2 separate regions of the Hordeum vulgare genome follow, and region 1 is linked to region 2. The links are chromatin contacts, called in public Hi-C maps. All regions are on one chromosome and are shown on one strand. Each heading gives the region's core, a stretch centred on a gene start, on an enhancer-like site or on the middle of the called end of the contact. The rest is flanking DNA. Distances are from core to core; before and after follow the strand shown.

The links. A called contact is a pair of places that touch in the nucleus more often than the background predicts.
Region 1: a Hi-C map of leaf shows a contact between it and region 2, with 6 times the contacts expected there. The contact joins two enhancer-like sites. A contact is called at or near these places in 3 of 6 Hi-C or Micro-C datasets (leaf and seedling).

Annotation. Positions count from the first base shown.
Region 1 is chr5H:442,777,057-442,781,382 of MorexV3_pseudomolecules_assembly, forward strand. No RefSeq gene overlaps it. Among protein-coding and RNA genes, the nearest start is that of LOC123398050, 32 kb to the right of the region's middle. Within about 2 kb of position 2,440, at least 3 of the 3 cell types and tissues checked have open chromatin away from gene starts, as enhancers often do. A contact at or near this core is called in leaf and seedling, where this site is marked.
Region 2 is chr5H:442,625,227-442,629,623 of MorexV3_pseudomolecules_assembly, forward strand. No RefSeq gene overlaps it. Among protein-coding and RNA genes, the nearest start is that of LOC123398514, 13 kb to the left of the region's middle. Within about 2 kb of position 1,320, at least 3 of the 3 cell types and tissues checked have open chromatin away from gene starts, as enhancers often do. A contact at or near this core is called in leaf and seedling, where this site is marked.

The DNA.
Region 1 (4,326 bases), core at 1,190-3,689, 150 kb after region 2:
CCCAATCACCATACAATAGCTTGAATGCAGATTGCTCCGCTTTCCATGCCTTCCCGTATTTCACCTGGTAGTGAAAGAGGGCTTTCAAAACATCTTGTACGCTTTTTATGCTCATTGTAGGAAGAGAGGAGATGAAGTTGGAAAGCCCGTAAGCGGTGAACTCGGAGGTGAGTTGTCTATGGTTTGGGACGAAAGCTTGCCATCAACCCTCTTGCCTCGACACAGGTCAGACATACAACTCACAATGTTCCATCCGGACCCTCCTTTTCATGGTCTTGCACGGACAGTCCATGGAGATCATGAATCCTCACATGCAACCATGTAACGCAGCTTCATGTTCGAATGAACAACTTTGTGTGGACGATAATGCATAACCGAATATTCATCCAACCACATCTTCAGTTCGAGGAATGTTTTGACCTTTGACCCCGGCAAAATAATATTCTTCACATGTTTATCCCGGTGATAAGTTGGCCTAACTCCAAACAATATGCCTTCGCCTCCATCAACCACGGCTTCATCCGCAAGACTAAGATCCTCGAATAATGGTGTCCGATGATCCCGCCCTAATACCTTCGTGAAAGCTTCAGCCTCCTTTGTCGTGAACCCTTCCTCATCAACTTCTTCATCGGGACCGTCATCGTCCGACTCCGATGCATAGCCACGTGAGTACGGAATTGAATGGTCCATTGTCTCTTGTAAATTATATTTGTCCAAATCACCAAGGTTGTTGCCATGGAGAACAAGATCATCATTCTCATCATCATCATGCACACTATTCTCTTCTAGGAATGGTTCATGTTGGATCTCCGAATTCTGGGTCAATATTGTCCTCGATTGTTGTGTCACAAGGGGTTTAATGTTGGCCTCTTTGTTGATCCGTGGAGGACTAGCATCAACAATCGGAGAGGCAACCCGGTTCAAATCCAAGTGCAAGTTTGGATCATCTTTTTTATGGCAAATAACTCTAGAGCCTTGTCTAGTGATTCGGCCACTGTCTCCTTGTATGTAAGCCGACGTTGCTCGGAGTTGACACGCATGGTCTTCCAACGAATGTTCATTCAAAATCCCATATTATGCCTACCATCAAACTCAACAACATCACATGGGTCCATCCAATTCAAATTCTTTCAGACTTGTTCCAACAACTCGGCATAGCTAGGACAACAACAAAACACCATGTCAAGCTCATCCGGGTCCGGATCAATATTGTCTTAAAGGCATCCTTGTCTACGTGATGAACATAAACACATGTTACTCACATCCCTAAACAACACAACATAACATCCAAACAACCACAATCCTAGCCCCAACACAACCATAATACTAACATCCAAACAACCCTAGTCCTAACCCCATCATACCCCTTATCATAACATACAAACAAGTGCAACAATATCATACACATCCCAAATTTCATGAAGAACTAGGGTTTCCTCACATTTGCAGAAAAGTGAGAAAATGAGATTTTTTGTATGAGGGGGAGGGGATCGGGTGAGATTACGTTAAGGAAGGGATTGGAGACGAAATGTCCGGACCAAACCTTCAGATCTGCTTGATTTGAAGAGGGGTTTGAGAAAGGGGGAGAGGGGAATTCGAAGGAGAACTCTCTTTGGTGATGGAGGTGAATGAGGAAGGGGGTGGGGGAGAGGGCCGACCCGCGGTTGGATAAGTGGGGGTGTGGCGCCTAAGCGCTCGACACCACACTGCCATAAGTGCAACACCTGAGGCTTAGGTGCCAGCGTGGTCGGGGATGTGACGCCCAAACCTAGCCAAACGGGCCGACCCGACTGCCCACAGGCCAGGCACGACACGGGCCGGGCCAGGCATGAGTATGCCGTGGGCCGTGCCCGGGCTGCCACCCTGAGCCCGCATGCTGGCATGACCTGACACGATTAGGCAGCGACGAAGCGGGGGGAGTGGTCGTGCGGGCATCGGGCGGGAAAGGGGCGTCGACACGTCACGTGGGTGGGAGCGGGGGCTGCAGGCGGGAATTGGCAAACGGGGAAAGGGCGGGAAAGGGGCGTCGGCACGGCACATGGGTGGGAGCGGGGGCTGCGGGCGGGAATTGGGAAACGGGGAAAGGGCGGGAAAGGGGCGGGATCTGGGCGGGATCTGTGCGAGAGAGGGCCAGAGGGAAAAAACAGTAAACATGTCGCGGGCCGTGCCTTAGCGTGCCGCGAGCCGGTCCGATTAGGCCACGTGTCGTGCTTGGGCCTGGGAGGCTGACACGCGGGCCGGCACGGCACGACCCGGCTAATAATCGAGCCCAGTCGTGACATGTCGTGCCTGACACGATTACGACGGGGCAGGCCGGCCCGGCCCGTTTGGCCAGGTACGGTGACGCTACGGCTAAGGTGATACACAATGTGAGCTGAGCAGTCCCAATTTGTGATTCTTTTGCGACTAAGGATCAGATTTGTATTTTGCCCATGCCGTCCCCGTCGCCATAGCATAGAATAGCGTATCCTCTCCGCCGCGTCGGATCCGTCAAATGCCCCCACCAGCACCCCACCCACCACCCAAGCCGCGCGATGAACCAATACCGCGGAAGGAGGCCAAGTGCGGCGCGCACGCGTTGGGAGGCGGGGCCGTCGTCGTCGGGTGGCAGGCGATGCGGCTGCTATCTTCTCTCTGATGCACAGGGCTTAATGAAGTATGGGTATGTTATTCTGTTATCTCACGACTTAATTTATTATTATTGTATGAAGTTTACACATATGTGCTGTTACAGATGCACATCACCGGAGGAGAATCAGAAGCTTGCAGTTTGCTGTGGTGAAGAATCAGAGGTTGGTACAGAAGTATTTTAGTGGAAACATATACGATTGCATTTGGACCTGTTTCCTGACAGAAGCTTTTTCCATTTCACTAGCTTCTTAAGAAACCCCATCACCTCGTAAGGATCTTTAAGTGAGTAAGTGGCTTCAGTGAGCTTGGGCTCCGTCTGGACGCGTATCCCAAATCCATACCCCTTCTCACGGAGCATCTGATTGTAGGATAAATTCTTAGTACCAGAACTTTAAGAAATGAGAGCAATTTAGATGATCTTTTCAGTATCTTACCGAGAAAGCGTTCTCGTCAGTAGTATCATCTCCGATGTGAATTGCTAGAACCTGCGAGCTTTCCACCTGGAGATGCTGAAGCAGATACCGGTATAAATGATCCAGTGCATCGCCTTTGTTAAATTTCGCCTTTGGTCGAACCTCCCAAACCTGTAAAATTTCAACATATAAGATCTGATGTAGCTATTATTCCATAATGCGAAAGAAAACATGAGTGATGGAATCCCGGTAACTAGCATCAAAGCATGTAAATAAAGTAAGTTAATTGCAGAAAGGTAGTTTTGATTTGATCCAGAAATTCCATGCAGTAGGATCCTAGTTCTATGTAGTCAAATTTAAATGGCAAAAGCAACAACACTTTAGTGGTGTACCAACTGCAAAGATAGCATACGAATACTAATGAGGGTCCAATTGTTTATCATCACAAATTAAAAGATGCAATTCAGTGAGTAAAATCTGGAGCACCTACTATGTTTGACTGGTGGGCATCATTATACAGACAGTCATGCATCATGTTTTCTTCATACAAAATTAATAGATTATACAATAATGAATAATATTCAGTTTATGTTGAAATAAGCGCATGACATGACCGAATCAGAGAATATATTAGAGGGATCAAGACAATATTGACTATGTTGTCTCAACATAGCCGGTCCCAAGCCCGGGTAAAGGAGGAGGGTTGTGATAGGCTTGACGAGCCAACGTCAAAACTTAGCCGCTCTTATGGAGATGAAACCCAAAAGATTTTCATTGGGGCATAACCCTCTCAGCGACGCGCCACATCGAAACCCGGGTGTGGTGTCAAATGGACAAGGGTCTGGCCGTCATCCCCTGGCGGCGCACTGTATCTTGATCTGGATATGATGGCAAGTGAGCAAGGATCGGATCATCGCATCCTTAGTGGTGCACTACATCGACGCACGGGTGTAGTGGAAAATGAGCAAGGGTCTTTGCATTTTACTCGACGAGTGCGAAGGGTAAGGAAGCGAGCCAAGGAGAAGCCACTTAGCTAGCTGGAACGTAGGGTCCCTGACAGGTAAGCTTCGGGAGCTAGCTGATATAGCGATGAGGAGAGGTGTTGATATCCTTTGCATCCAAGAAACCAAATGGAGGGGACAAAAGGCGAGGAGGTGGAGGGTACCGGCTTCAAGCCGTTGTACACGGGGACGGCTGCAAACAAAAATGGAGTAGGCATGTTGATCAACAAGACCCTCAAGTATGGAGTGGTAGATGTCAAGAGACGTGAGGACTGGATTCT
Region 2 (4,397 bases), core at 70-2,569:
GGCGACTTTAAAATGCCTGCCAATGAGGCAGTTGCCCCCGGGATCGGGTTATCTTGCCTGCAATGACCCGGTGTTCTTGAATTTATTCCGCCTGGTTAGATCTGGCGAGCCATGTCTGTGTAGCCTCCGAGTCTTAAGTCGACTCAAGGAGGCGACTTGAGAATCTCATATTTTTCTATCGCATAAGCCGGCGAAGAAAGATGTTGGTACCCGCTCCATCTCCAAGATATAAAGCCACCTTTTTAATGAGGAATTCCCCTGCAGAAAAATATTGCAGCCCAAAGTAATTTCTCCTGGACAAATAATATGTACTAAAAAGTAGATAAGATGAATAGCACCTGATGTGTTTTTCACGGATGAACGTTAGAAAATATTCTGACATATTTGATATGAACCACGCAGCGGAGGCGGCGGCTCAGGTGCGTTTGTTGGGAGGCTTGTAATGGTGTATACAACACCGGCGGGTTGATGTTGTTTGGACCGCGAAGGCGATGCATGGTAAGCTGTCTTAGTCGTGCAGAAGTGAAAGTTGACCGCGTCATTGTAAGTCGTCTTGGTCGCGCGGATATGAGAGTTGGCCGCGGCATTGATTGACACGAGCTTCGTACTCAAAGTATGATGCCGCTTTTGTAATGAATAATTGTCATGTGTAACAAAATATTACAGGCGAGAGTAATTGTTCTCAAAGCAATTAACAGGTGCTTAAAAAGAAAAGATGGAAACGGATAGCACCTGATTTGGAGGGAATAATAATGATCCGTGGGTGGATGTTGGTGCCTCTCCACGTCGCCATCCAATTCCCCATACTTAAGTCAGAACACCAGTAGTTCGTGTACGCCGGCGGCAGCCACGTGACAAGATTATCCAAATGTGGATCAAAGTTGTAGGCTCACGGGGCCAGGTTCTTTCGGCAGGCCCACCACGATCGGTGACATGGTTGCCCTGTTCTCCCTAGTCGGCAGCATGGGACAACCAAATTAACTGTTCAGCACAATCAACTTTGCCGGAGATATCGTTTACCGAAGACGTCGGCGTTGAGGGAGGTGGAGGAAACGCAAACGTGGGGCGAAGCCCTCGGTGGAGGCGTCAACAGGGAGCGGCTCAGCAACGGGCGAAGGTAGCCGGGGTGAGCTGACAGCAGCTTAGCAGTAGGGCGAGGCGACGACGGCTCAACAGCGGCAACAGCTCAGAAAACGGAGCAACAAGGAGGCGCTGACGGCGGGCCATGGTGATTCGCACGGGAGGCACAATAGAGGCGGAGCCCACGGTGGCGATGATAGGGGCGAGGCGACACCACGACGGTGGCTCCGCATGGGCAAGGGGAGGTGCAGGTGAAGCGCGGCGTCATCATAGCGAGCGCTGGCGGGGTGCAAAAGATGCAGTGCTAATGATGCCCGCGTGCGGGCCATGACGCAGCAGGGGTACGAGTCCTGCTCAGACGGGGCCGTGGTTGCAGAACAAGGTGAATCTGAGTCCACGTTATGGCCGGCTTTGGCGAAGCAAGCGGAGCCGTTGTGTAGTCTGTATTGATTTTTGTGTTCTCTCGCATGCATTGTACTCCTTTTGATGTGACGCCTTATCAGGTAGTCCTGGAGACCTCACGTGGGTGAAGCTTCTTGATCCACACATCATGGGGCTGTTTGGTTCCCAACCTAAGGTTGCCACGCCTAACCTTAGTCATGCCACAATACCTTAGGCATGTGTTTGGTTCATTGACACACTTGTGGCTTGCCATATTTTTCTAGTTATATGGTCCACATGTCATACACTCAATTTTTTGCCAAATCTTGCCACACTTGTGGTGTCCATTTTGTTAGCCACACTTATTTCTTATCTCCAACAACAAACAATAGTTCCACCGGATGAGACTGCTCTTAGGCGACGCGGATGGACGGAGGTGAAGTAATGAGCCAGCGGGGAAACACCGAGTCCACGTTGGCGTCAATCTACTGGAAATTGTAGCCGGCTCCCTCCATCATGGTGGATCGACCATGGCGAGGCGAGGCCGCCTTAAGGTGAGGTTGCGTCTGTTGAGGTGAGGTAAGGCCACAACGGAGGGACTTCTTAGAGCGAATCGAGGGCGGAGGCCGCTGCTGTGGCGGCACACCGGCTTGATGAGCTACGACAACAGAGGCGGGGGAGAGCTGTGTGTCTGCGTCCACGTTCGCTTCCGGGTTGGAGCCGTACATAACCACACACGATGGAGAACTCCACGCACAGGTTGAAGGAAATCCAGATGTTTGAGTCGCCAAATCGGATGTGATGATGAACTCACCACTATTGTTGACAGAAAATGACCGCACCTCCTGCGCCCATCGCATTGTGAAATTCCTCTCGTACTCATGTTGGTTTCTGCGGCATGATCCTTTGAACGATCTTGGATACGTCCTTGAGTTGAGGCAGTGGCGGTGCACATGAGTTTCCTTTGAACCGCCGATTTAGATCAACGAACGATGAGTTTCCCATCCTAGGTTGTCCTCGGTGGTTGTTCTTTGTCGATTCTTCTTTGTCTGTTTACTCATGAGATTCTCGATCCCTAAGATAGATCCCTTCAAGAACACAATTCCACCATGCGATCAGCCCCACGGTGGGCGTCAACTGTCGTGGTTTTGTCACGGCAGATGTCCTCTGAGAGAACTTAGGTGTGAGGACATCGCAGCTATGTGGCGGCTTGAGAGGGGTTGGTCGGAATCGAGAGACGCGGATTTACCGAGGTTCAGCCCCTCAGATTGAGCTAAAATCCTACGTCCTGCTTGTGTTTCATTGATGAAGATGATGATCTCGTTTACAAGGGTGCAGACTCGCCACCTCTAATCTCGTGGGTGTCTAATCTATCTATCTTATGATTTGTCTTGTCTAGACCTAAGTTGTGAATCTTGTCCCTCTTGGGGCGCCTTACCCCTTCTTTTATAGGTGGAAGGGGTAGGTTTACATGTAGAGTCCTACTAGGAGTAGGAATAGGACTAGTCTCTCTTGAATCCTAATCCGGGTCTTGTTTCCTTCTTGTGGGAGTCTTTCCTCTTCTTGAGCCTTCTCTATGAGTCGGCCCTCTTGGCCTCTCTATGAGCCGCCTTATGCCAGGGTGCACGCCGGGCCTTGGTCCTTCGTCATTTATCTAAATCGCCTGTGGAGTCAAGTATGAGTCGCCCGCCAGGTCACTATTGAATCCCGGTGAGTCGCCAAGTCCTTGGTGGGTCATATTTCAAGTCGGGTTACACATCCCCGACAGCGGGTGTCTGTCTCTCCTACTTTAGTTGAATCGGATTTAACAAAGGCGGTCCTTGCAGTAGGTAAGAAGCGTTCTTGCTAGATACCCATAGCAGCCATGTAAAACATGCAACAACAAATTAGAGGACGTCTAACTTGTTTTTGCAGGGTATGTTGTGATATGATATGGCCAAAGACATGATGTTATATATTTCATGTATGAGAGGATCATGTTGTAATAGTTAATATCGACTTGCATGTCGATGCTACGGCAACCGGCAGGAGCCATACGGTTTTCTTCAAAAAAAATTGAATTTAGTGATGCTTTACTTTGTCGCTAAATAGGTTGCAATAGTAGTACACGCATAGATGGCGGGACAACCTCCATGGCAGCACAATGATGGAGATCATGGTGTGGCACCGGTGATGATGAATATCATGTCGGTGCTTTGAAGATGGAGATCAAAAGCACAAAAGTCATGGCCATATCATGTCACTTATGATTTGCATGTGATGTTAATCCTTTTATGCACCTTGTTTTGCTTAGGACGACGGTATCATTATAAGGTGATCCCTCGCTACAATTTGAAGTTACAATTGTGTTCTTCCCGAGTGTGAACAGTTGCGAAAGTTCGTCATTTCGAGACACCACATGATGATCGGGTGCAAGATCGTTTTGCAGATGCGGAACACTCATGTTAAACATGACGAGCCTAGCATGTATAGACATGGCCTTGGAACACAAGAGACCGAAAGGTCGAACATGAATCATATAGTTGATATGATCAACATGAAGAAGTTCACCATTAAAACCAGCTCATCTCACGTGATGATCAGACTTGGGTTGGTGGATTTGGATCATGTGTCACTCAAATAACTAGAGGAATGTCAATTTGAGTGGGATTTTTAATATGATTAACTAAACTCATTATGAACAATAGTCCAAGTAATCTTTCTAAATTTCATGTTATAGATCAATGGCTCGCATAGTAGCACCCCTGAATTTTAATGCGGTCCTAGAGAAAACTAAGCTGAAAGATGATGGTAGCAACTTTGTAGACTAGACCCGTAATCTGGGGCTCATCGTCACGGTTTCCCAAAAGTGTTATGTCCCGTATGCACCACTTGGTGATCTGCCCCCTTCCCGGTGGCTGAAGACGTTATGAACGTCTGGCAGTTGCGTCTGGATG